Regions from separate parts of the Mus musculus genome. Here all the other regions are linked to region 1. The links are chromatin contacts, called in public promoter capture Hi-C maps. All regions are on one chromosome and are shown on one strand. The core of a region is the stretch at or near the end of the contact, and the rest is flanking DNA. Distances in the headings are between cores, read along the strand shown.

Evidence for each region. Promoter capture Hi-C pulls out the DNA fragments that hold promoters and counts their contacts.
Region 2: a contact with region 1 is called in a promoter capture Hi-C map of liver, with 5 times the contacts expected there. The contact joins the promoter of Cox7a2 here to the promoter of Gclc in region 1. A contact is called at or near these places in 4 of 39 promoter capture datasets (erythroid cells, hippocampal neurons, liver and 1 more) and 1 of 9 other capture datasets (liver).
Region 3: a contact with region 1 is called in a promoter capture Hi-C map of erythroid cells, with 12 times the contacts expected there. The contact joins the promoter of Tmem30a here to the promoter of Gclc in region 1. A contact is called at or near these places in 1 of 39 promoter capture datasets (erythroid cells), 1 of 484 Hi-C or Micro-C datasets (muscle stem cells), 1 of 115 datasets of contacts at active chromatin or transcription factors (astrocytes) and 1 of 9 other capture datasets (adipose tissue).

Annotation. Positions count from the first base shown.
Region 1 is chr9:77,752,850-77,756,471 of GRCm38.p6, forward strand. It overlaps Gclc (glutamate-cysteine ligase, catalytic subunit), which reads left to right and starts at 1,686. Exons shown (of 16, transcript NM_010295.2): 1 at 1,686-2,110. The coding sequence starts at 1,961.
Region 2 is chr9:79,757,827-79,761,299 of GRCm38.p6, forward strand. It overlaps Cox7a2 (cytochrome c oxidase subunit 7A2), which reads right to left and starts at 2,027. Exons shown (of 4, transcript NM_009945.3): 1 at 1,814-2,027; 2 at 664-753. The coding sequence starts at 1,831. It also overlaps the pseudogene Gm51685.
Region 3 is chr9:79,791,972-79,795,412 of GRCm38.p6, forward strand. It overlaps Tmem30a (transmembrane protein 30A), which reads right to left and starts at 1,459. Exons shown (of 7, transcript NM_133718.4): 1 at 1,003-1,459. The coding sequence starts at 1,239. 4930429F24Rik (RIKEN cDNA 4930429F24 gene) reads left to right here and starts at 1,670. Exons shown (of 3, transcript NR_040734.1): 1 at 1,670-1,894.

The DNA.
Region 1 (3,622 bases), core at 436-2,935:
AGGAGTGTATCAGCTGGAGAATCTGCAGCACCCAGAAAAGAAGAAAGAATGGTGGATCAGAACATAGTTAACAACCTAGCAAGGATGGTGGGGAGGACACAATAAGGTAGTGGGCAGTAAGTAGTGAAGATTGAGTGGTGGTGGTGTTAGAATGGTTTTTTAAAAGAATATTATTCCAGCTATGTGCGAGAGAGAGACAGCATCATGTCTCCTCAGTTTTAGATGCCATCTAACCTGTGCACATACTTAAATGCATTCCACTGTGCAAATCACAGCCACACTTTCAGTATCTGTGGCCCCAAGCTCTTTGATGGCCTCATTCAATGAGGAAATATTCCTATCATGCATTCATCGATTAGTGTTCATTGAATGTTGTGATGAGTGTTCATTAACTATTAAATCTAAAGCAAATGTGGAAGTCCATGCCTCTAATCCCAACACTCAGGAGGCTGAGGCACGATGGCTGCCTGGAGTTCAAGGCCAGGTTGGGCTATCTAGTGAGATCTTGTCTCTAAGTAACTACATGTTGAAAATGTAGTTACAATGTGTGTGTGGGGGGGGGGAGGGTGTAATAAATGTTTTCTGCCCTCTGTACATGAATGGATCATCTAGTTACTGCATATATTTATACAGTTGCAAAACATTAATCGAATAACTATTCGGGCAAGGTACCTTCCCTTCGTTCCCACGGAATCCAGTTCCCAGAGCCTTCCGCACTCAGGGTAAAGCTCTCCTGAGCAATAGAATGACCACCGCTGGATGGACCTTCGGTTCTGAAGGTGGGGAAACTTCTGAAGAAACTTCTCACACTGCACACTTGGAGACAAGACAAGACAAGACCTCTTTTGCACAGTGAGTGATCTCTGTGCCGACCAGAGATCCCATTGGCAAATAGTTAACGTACAGGGTTTACAATGATGATATACATATATCTAATCCCTGCCCATACATGGACGCATGTAAATAACCAGCAATCAACTCTATGCATATCCATGCCATGTGGAGTCGTACAACATTTATTAAAAAGTATTACTCAGCCAGGCAGTGGTGGCACATGCCTTTAATCCCAACACTTGGGAGACAGAGGCAGGCAGATTTCTGAGTTCAAGGCCAGCCTGGACTACAGAGTGAGTTCCAGGACAGCCAGGGCTACACAGAGAAACCCTGTCTCGAAAAACCACACATACACACACACGCACACACACTCACACAGTATTACTCAGCCAGGCGTGGTAGTGCACATAATTGATCCCAGCACATGGGAGGCAGGAGGATCTCTATGAGTTCGAGTCCAGCAAAGCCAGTCCAGGACAGCCAGGGCTACACAGAGAAACCCTGTCTTGAAAAACCAAGAAGAAAAAAGAAAAAAAAAAAAAGGATTACTCTTAACTTTATACCCTTTCTACCAGTACAGAGTTGAACAGATATTCAGATATTTCAGCTCTCTCTCTCTCTCTCTCTCCCTCTCCCCCCCTCCCTTTTTTTTTTTTTTTTTTTTTTTTTTTTTGACCCAGTTTTCTCTTAGGACCCAGACTTTTCAGTCCTTATTCGCAGACAGCCCCGCCCCCCCGCGGACACCCTCGGCCTCAGCCCCGCCCCCGCCCCAGGCCCCACCCACGACCTGCCGCTTCGTTCCCCGCCCCCGCCGCAGCCTATAAAATCTGGAGCGCGGCGCACGGAGCGGCAGGCGCGGAACTGGGCATGCTCTGTGTCGCCGCAGCTTTGGGTCGCAAGTAGGAAGCCCGTGCACGACACCGGCGGCGCCGAGTGGAGCGCTGCCGCGGCGGCCAGGGCCGCAGGGCCGGCGTGGGAGCGCGAGACCGGGCGGCGGCGAGAGACCCCGACCCGGGCTGTCAACCGCGCGGCGGGGTCCGAGCCGGAGCGGGAACGGACGGGACGCCCGCCGCGCGGCCCGAGGGCGCCCCCAGAGCGGAGCTGCGGCCGGGAGGAGGACGCGGCCATGGGGCTGCTGTCCCAAGGCTCGCCACTGAGCTGGGAAGAGACCCAGCGCCACGCCGACCACGTGCGGAGGCACGGCATCCTCCAGTTCCTGCACATCTACCACGCAGTCAAGGACCGGCACAAGGACGTGCTCAAGTGGGGTGACGAGGTGAGCCCGCGCGCCTTTGTTCGGCCAGGCCGCCCGCGGCCCCGCCACCGGCCCGGGCTCGGCGCTGGCCACTCGGGCTCATTCATTCCTGTCGGGAGGCAAGCCGCTCGGACACAGGGAGGGCCTGAGCGGGAGGAGTGTGAATATCTGCCTCCCGGCGTCCGGTCGCACTGTTCGCCTTGGAGATGAGTGTGTACAGGACCGACTTGCCCGGCTGGCTTGCTATCACGTTTCAAATCTCCAGGGTGTTTGCTTCGGCCCTCGGTTTTCTCTAGCTCTTTTTCTTAAACGCCTGACACATCTCACATCTGTCCGCAAACTTTAGAGTTATACATTGCAACAAATACATTGCTAGACCTAAGGACTTGGGGTTGTCTTCCTAAAAGACGGGAGACTTCATTATCCGGTTTAACTGTAAATGCTTACAACTTAGAGGTTAGGTAAGACTGGTTAGAGCCAGCAGCTAAGCGTTACCAGTCAATGCTAAAACTTGTGCATGATCTCTGGGACCCATTTGTTCGAACCATCTGAAAGCGGCAACGCTAAAAACATTTTTTTGTGTGTGCATCCCCTATTTTTAAATAAGCACATTGATAAAAAGATACATAAAGTTAAATAACCTCTTGAGTCTGACCTTTATTGTGTGGGGTTGGCATTTACGGCAGATAGCGTGCCACTCCTGTATGTATTTATCGTTTAGTATTATCCTTGGGCTAAGTTTCAAAGTGTTGCTGTACCGGCATAGACTAGCTTGCGAAAAGTTAGTTTTTCTGTATCTAATGTTGGTAGATGATTCTGCCATCTGCAGCTGAAAGAATTATGCTTGGCCTAAGGAAGTATTAGGACTAATATATATTCCTACAAAAAAAATTGTCTATCACCACATTTTCTTTCAGGAAAGGGACACACTCGTTTGGCAGTTCTCCAGTTTTAGTCCAAAGTTTGTTGTGTATTTACATTTGACAGTTCTTCATTTGTGTTCCGTGTATCATATACAGGGCAGGGATATTATGGGTTTTATCCACTTGTTTTTCCTAGGGCCTAACTAGGAAATATATATAGTTGGCAGCAGCAAATTGTGGCGTCCTTTAAGGTTCTCATGGAACCAGCCACTGTTGAGCAATCAAAAATTTACTTTTCGCTGTCTTGCTAGGACTCCATAAAGACAAAAATAAAAACAAATGAATGTCTTTATAACCATTTGGAGTTGAACTTCATCCGCAGATGTTCAGTGCAGTCGAAGCACAGTGGTTCACCATGCCCCTTGCCTTTTCTCTACTAACCAGGAACCTCCCGGATCCAGATCCTTCTTTCTGTTTTAGAAAAAAAAAAAAAAAACGCTCCCCCTGTTGGCAGGAAGAGCATGTACAACTAACTGCCTGTTTGGAGAGACTTCCCATGGCAGACGAGTAAAGTGAGTGGTGTGAGAGGAACAGCAGAGCAGGACCTCAGGTGTACCACACATTTCCATCGTGACGGGATCTGGTGAATAGAGTCGGTACCAAGTTTACC
Region 2 (3,473 bases), core at 777-3,276, 2.0 Mb after region 1:
TGAAATGGCATTCTCCAAACCTCTGCAGCTTCCAATCCACTAGCTAGGATGCAGGAGTTAGGGCAGGAGCAGAATACAAGGCTAACTAAGTGTCAGTCAGAACTGCAATGCCTGCCACATTCCACAGAAATCTTCATCTCGCGCCCTGACAGCTATAGTGAGATCATACATTTCTTACAAATCTGCAATTCTTTGAGTACCAGTGACACAACCATACCTAAGCTGCACATCTGTTTCTTCTCCTTCAGCAATAAAGCGTGTATTTTTAGATCTTGGTTGTTCTCCTGGGGGGGGGGGGTGTCTTTTGATGTTTCCTTAGAAGCCTTCCCCACTTAAAATTATTTACTGTACTCTTCCCTGCAGGTATGCTACACCCTGTAACAATTCCTGCTTATTTTTTGTTTCTGGACTCTTTTTTATGGTTTATGCAATTATTCCCCCAAAGATTACCAATTCATCAAATCACACACACAATTCACTGGCTTCTGCATTTTTCCCACCTCCCTGAGCACCTCTTAGACACAGCAAATAATCCTCCTTACGATAAAAAAAAAAAAAAAAAAAAAAAAAAAACCTTGAGAGCCTCTAAGAAGCAGATCCTCTGGACTTACTCTACCGTGCCAGCTCTGTTACAATTAACAATCACATAGAACACTTCAGTACCTGAAACAGCTTTTGTTTCTCTGGAACCTTGTTTTCAAAATGCCTTCGTGAAGTGGTGCTGATGGTCCTCTGGGCAATCTGACGAAGGGCCTGAAACAGAAAATTCACATGCATCGAACAAGACCTAAGAGTCCAAAGAAACCTGTAAAGGCAACTTCCAACCCTTCACACTGAAAGGAAGCTGAGATTTAAAGCATTATCGAACTTGTCAGTACTATCCAAGACTAGCATCCAGATTTTCTACATGTTGTCTATTCTCTGCTCTGTGCTTCATGTTACATATCATAGTCTTCAGAAACCATGACCTATATATAACCTGTGCCTGAAATTAATCAGTAGTATTTTATAGAACAAAACATGCTGATATACAGAAAAATAAATGATATAGACATCTTATAAGTTCTAACATTTTCATTTAATATTTGCCTATGTCAAAAATCTATTCCTGGCAGGGTAGTGGAGGCTCAAGACTTTAATCGCAGCACTAGGGAGGCAGAGGCCATGCTAGTCTACAGATTTAGTTCCAGGATAGCCAAGGCACTGAAAAATTACTTTGCAGTGGAGGGCACATGCTAGAACACTCCTGGACATCTAAGAAAAATGTAATTGGTGTTAAGTCTTAATTGTGTTAAACGATTACAAAATAAAATCAAAACACACCTTTTTAAATTTTGGAGAAATATTCACCAAGTGTTAAAGGTAATTCTGAATCGTCATTACACTTCAATCATGAAACCCATTAAATCCCAACTAAAACTGTACAATTTAGTTCTTTGGCTTACTTCTTTGAATCAGGTAAAATTTTATCTTTTCACTATGATACAAAACAAAATGACAACAAAAAGCCACCTTCCACCTAGGTTTTCCAGGTGTCCAAGATCCCCCCACTGGAGCCTACGTCAGAGCTACAGTCATAGCCATAAGCAACGGTAAGCTGTAGTGACCAAGAACCAAATGCGATCCTGCTCTTCCCTCTACGACTACCCAGAAACAGCCAGGGGCGAGTGGACGGAAGGTCAGGGAAAAGGACGCGCGGCCAAGGTGACTCCGGCTGCTGTCTTCTGCCACATTTCCAGCACGCCTTTCTGTCAGGATGCCTGACCCTCCGCCCCGACACTCCAGTACCAGCCAAACCCCCAAAGCTACCTACCAGCAGATTCCGCAACATCTTGGCTCGGTTGTTACCCACCAACCGCGACTACTGAACGCCAAAAATCGAAAGCCACCAGACCGGAAACGGAACTCCCTCCTAGCGCTGCGCGCGCGTCGAGCAAGAGGGCTCGTTCCGGGAAGAGGAGGGGCTCGCGCTCCCGACCATAGAGAGCGGAAGGCGAGCCAGAGCGACTTCTCGCAGCGGCCCGTCTAGCCTCCGGACCTCCGAAGCTATCCTTACCACTTGGCTCCGCCCTGCCGCGCCTGCCGCCGGACCCAGAATCACAATGGAAAGCAAACGCCACCCGCAATGGAGAGGCGTGAAGTCTTGCAGCCCTCTTCATACGCTCTGGTGAAGTCAGTGGACAACCAGACTACCCGGAAAGTAGCTTGTCTTGTGAGAAGGCTTTGAGCCATTGTTTACAGTCTGAAGGAACAATGGATGTCAAAGCTACGTCGTACAAGCTTAAATATTCAAAAGCTCCTCTTAATACGGATAGAGTCCAGTTTTAGGGTTTGTCTTCCACAGATGAAAGTGGGAGGCGTTAGTCTTTGTGCTGAGATCATATAGGAACGACCGATGTTGGCATCCACAGGTATGCCAACCTGTGGATCTTCTGCTAAACTCCTTGTGCTGGAAGCTCTTCCTGTGTCCCCAGACTGGAACTGGCTGACTTCGTTATTGAGTCTGGGAAAACGCTGAAAAGAGGGGAATACATTTTTAAATCCACGTTCAACACAAATATCGACTGTGTCGTGCTTTCTCAGATCCGCAGCACATTTCACTCCTGGATGGAGCTGTCAGAAGTGCGCGTATTTTACAGATAGGCTGTTAGCATTTTGCATCAGTCTTGCATAACTATTCCTCCTTACAACTGCCTTTATTCTTCTGCACACTAATGTACAAGTAAAAATAATCTACTCAACAATACAAATGTCTTTCCACCCTTTTGCAAACTCAGAAACGACTTCATTGCCATTTCAGGTAAAAGCTAATGATAAACGGGTTCCACAGTGTTGCGTGAATAAAAACTGGTAATGCTTAATTCCTTCAAATCTTGGGGTACTTTTTTCTTCATAACCTACTGTACCCCCAACACAGTCTAAATTTTCTTCCTTACCAAGTTTATAAACACCCATTATAACTGACTTTTTTTCTACCACCTCTTAATTATTCAATGTACCATCGAGCATAATTACCAACAGCTGGGGATGGGGAGTTTTGTTTTTTTTTTTTTTTTGTTTTGTTTTTTACATTTATTGTCTGTAATTGGAATTCGTTAAAGTTTGTGCTGCTGTCGCTGTTTCACCACAGGATATAAGTTTTCCCAGAACCGACTGTATACTTACCATTCCCCTAACACTAATAAAAATGGGCCTACTAGGGGGGCTGGTGAGATGGCTCAACGGGTAAGAGCGCTGACTGCTCTTCTGAAGGTCCTAAGTTCAAATCCCAGCAACCACATGGTGGCTCACAACCACCCATAATGAGATCTGATTACCTCTTCTGGTGTGTCTGAAGTCAGCTACTTACATATAATAATAAGTAAATCTTAGAAAAAAATAGGCCTACTAACCAACACTAAGTGCATACTGTTTGACATTCCTAGGAATAGTGACTGTCCAAGAAGAACCAAGAGTTTACATTAAAACTACCT
Region 3 (3,441 bases), core at 209-2,708, 2.0 Mb after region 1:
GAACAAAGTCACCAAAGTCCCTAGCTAAAATGACTGGGGACGTCCAATTAAATGTAGTATTTATTTTTAAATTAAGTACACAAAAATATATCTTTACAACAGAAGAAAGCAAGGTTACTCAACATCGATCTTGCCAGTTCAAACAGATGAAAACTCCCTTAATTTGATGGAGGACTTGTGGACGTCCAATACTGTCCGCCACACAGTACTCACATCCTGCTATAAACCCATCTTTACTGATGCGGACGGATAAAAATGCAGTGATTACTGCACCAACACAAATCAAAATGTTTCCCTCAGTAGAGTGTTTCTATCACATCTAAGTAGGATATTCCAAAAAAAAAAAAGTAATGCCAGTGAAATCGTTTATAGCTAGTTTCCAACTTATTTCGTGTGGAATCATTGATATGCATATTTTAAAAATCAAGCAGGAGGAATTAGGACCACTGTGGGGCATAATTAGAAATGAATACCGCCTAAAAACAAACCAGAACTGAAGTTTCATGCCTTTAACTATATCGTGGCCAACAACTAAAAATATCTAATTAGCTCAAAATCAAAGTTACTTGTGTGCGCTCTGTATGACTTAATTTCTTCACAGAAGAATCAATACCTTTATTGACTCCGGGTCCTACACCCAACCAATTTGTTAATCTCTGTGTCCCAGAATAACCCCCGCCCAAATAACAACAGTCTGCCCCTGTGAGTTGCCTCAGAGTTAAACACGTAAATCTAACTCTTTTTCCTCTTATCTCCTCCTAAAAGACATTCACTCTACCTCTCGGAAACCCACGCAAAGCGCCTCCAAAAAAAGTCTCGTCCACCCGACATTCTAGCTGTATTCATTCCATTTCCAGCCAGGTAAACCGAGAGCCAAAGGAAGCGAGCCCACAAAACTGCAAACTCAGAAAAGCCACAGAAGAAACCGAGAAGGCACCAGAGGGCGGGGCCCGCCTGTCACCTTCTGGGAGCCGGGGGATCACTGCCACGCCCCTCCCTCACCTCGATCTCACGGATGTTGTTGGAGGTGACGAAGATGCCGATGCCGATGGGGATGAAGATGAGGCCGATGATGAAGAAGGTGGGCAGCACCGTGCCGGCCGTGAGGATGGGCTGCCAGGCGGGTAGCCGTTGCTGTTTGAAGGCCGTGTTATCCGGCCTCCGGGTCTTGGCGGCGCCCCCGGGAGGACCCGCGGGCCCGCCGTCCACCTCATCCTTCGCGCTATAGTTCATCGCCATCGGCCCCCGGGCTTCGGCTCGGCCACGTCCAGCTGGGCCGCCCAGGGGACTTGCGTGCCGCCGACCCTGACAGGAGACGCGCAGTCACCGCTGCCGCTACCGCCTCCGCCACCCGCGCCGCCACCGGGGAGGCGGAAGAGGCGGGACACGCTTCTGCGGCCGGCCGCTGACCGGAAGCGGGCGTCTTTAGGAGACGCCCCAGGGAGGGAGAGAGAGGAAATGGGGAGATGATTGAGGGACGAGGGGAGGGGAGGGGGAGGAGGATGGAAGGGGGAGGAAAAAGACGGACGCACCCTGATCATCTGCCCTGTGACGACAAAGTGAGGGCTTTAGGCCGGGCGCGCGGCTACGTGAGCGCATGCGCGGCCCGGAGCGACGTCTGCGCACTAGGACGGTAGCGTCTTCGCTTCCCCGGGAGGACGCTTCTGTTGGCGCACACTTCCTGTTGTGGTTATCATGGAGACTTCTGGAGCCGTCAGGTCGGACTCGGTGACCTGGGCTACCTGTAATTTCGGCGCCGGGTTGACTTTTCTTATGACGCCTACGCCTCTTCTGAAGGGAGTTGTAGCGTCCTGGAGTCCACATGTTTAAAAGGATGCAGATCCCTATTGAATTTTAACTCGCCACTCAGTGTGCCTCTATGAATTTAAGTGAGGTATAACATGCGACCCATTTGATATAATAATAATAATAATGATGATGATGATGATGATGCAACCTAGTTTAGCCCTAATCCCTCGCTTCTGATCGATTTTCATTTATTTTTCTGTCTACTTCACATTGGTTTGGGAAGGTTATTGTAAAACATGACAGTGATTCTTTTTTTTTAAACTTGGTAATCAAAAACCAGAACATAATACCACTTGTTTAAAAAGGGGTATTAGTTTTAACCTGCCAAGGAAATTCTCGTTGAGACTATGTGTAATGTCAGCCCTTGAAAGGTAAAGGCAGAGTAATTGAAATTACAAGGCCAGTCTGAGCTACTTAAGAGGCCAGCAGGAAATCCATAGAGAACCTGTCTCAATAAATAAACAATAATTAGTAACTCAAAGACACCAAAGCAGTACAGAGAATACAAAGTGTAGAATTCAACTATAAAGCGTAAGATGCTAACCTCCATTGATTGACTGTAGGCAGGATTTTTTCTTTTCTATATTTTACAAATTTTCTTTTATAAGTGTGTAATTTTGCAAATTTACAAAAAAAATGATTATATAGCATCTACATTTTGAAATTGTGTTTGAAATCCAGACTATCTGACAGTACCTACTTTTAAAAAGTCTTTGTCTACAGTTTTGACTTGCTCCAGTATGTTCTTCTGTGATCTTGGATTTCCCGGCCCCGGGTTTTCCAGACAGGGTTTCTCTGTGTAGACCAGGCTCCCCTCAAACTTGTATAAATCCTCTTGCCTCCTGGGTGTTGTAATTAAAGGCCTGGGCCACCACAGCCTAGCTGATCTCAAATTCTTAAGGCCTCTAGAATCCTTAGGTTTGTATCTTGCTTTAGCAGCCTAAGTTTACCTTCAACCCCATTCAAATGGAAAAGAGTCTGTCATAGAGAGGCTTAGCCTGTTGTCTTAAACGTTCTGTTGGGTAAAATGTTCATCACAGTGTTGGGGATAATCATGGAGTCCTTTTTCTTTCTTTTTCCCCACTCCTGTTTAGATTATCACAGTTAGATGTGTTAGTTCCTTTATTTCTACTCTAGAACTCGGTTTAAATAGTGCTACAACTGAACCTTCAACATACAATTGAAAATATTCAGGGGAAAAAATTGCTTCTGAGCTAGTAAACACGGAGACAATTTCTCATCATTATCTTTTAAGTGGTTATTTCCATTGTACTAAGCAGTATAAATAATATAATCAGGAGACAGTTTGAAGGGTGTGGGGGAGATACATAGGTCATTTACAAGAGCTGCATTTTGTATAAGAGATTTGAGCACCTGAGGTTGTATCCACAAGTTTCTGGGACCTCTCCAGGATGCTGCAAGACACCTTAGTTTGCTTTAAAGCTTTGTTGCTGTTGTTGCAGGAGCAGTGATCTGATGGTTCTTGGTGTGCTTACCTACTTCCTGTTTCCTTTGGTTTGCTCAGAGCAAAGATTAACTGTCTCAGTTTTACTAAAAACTTCACTGGGGACTGGGTGATGATTACACACATTTCCTCCCAGCACTCCAGAGGCGGAGGCAGACAGATTTCTG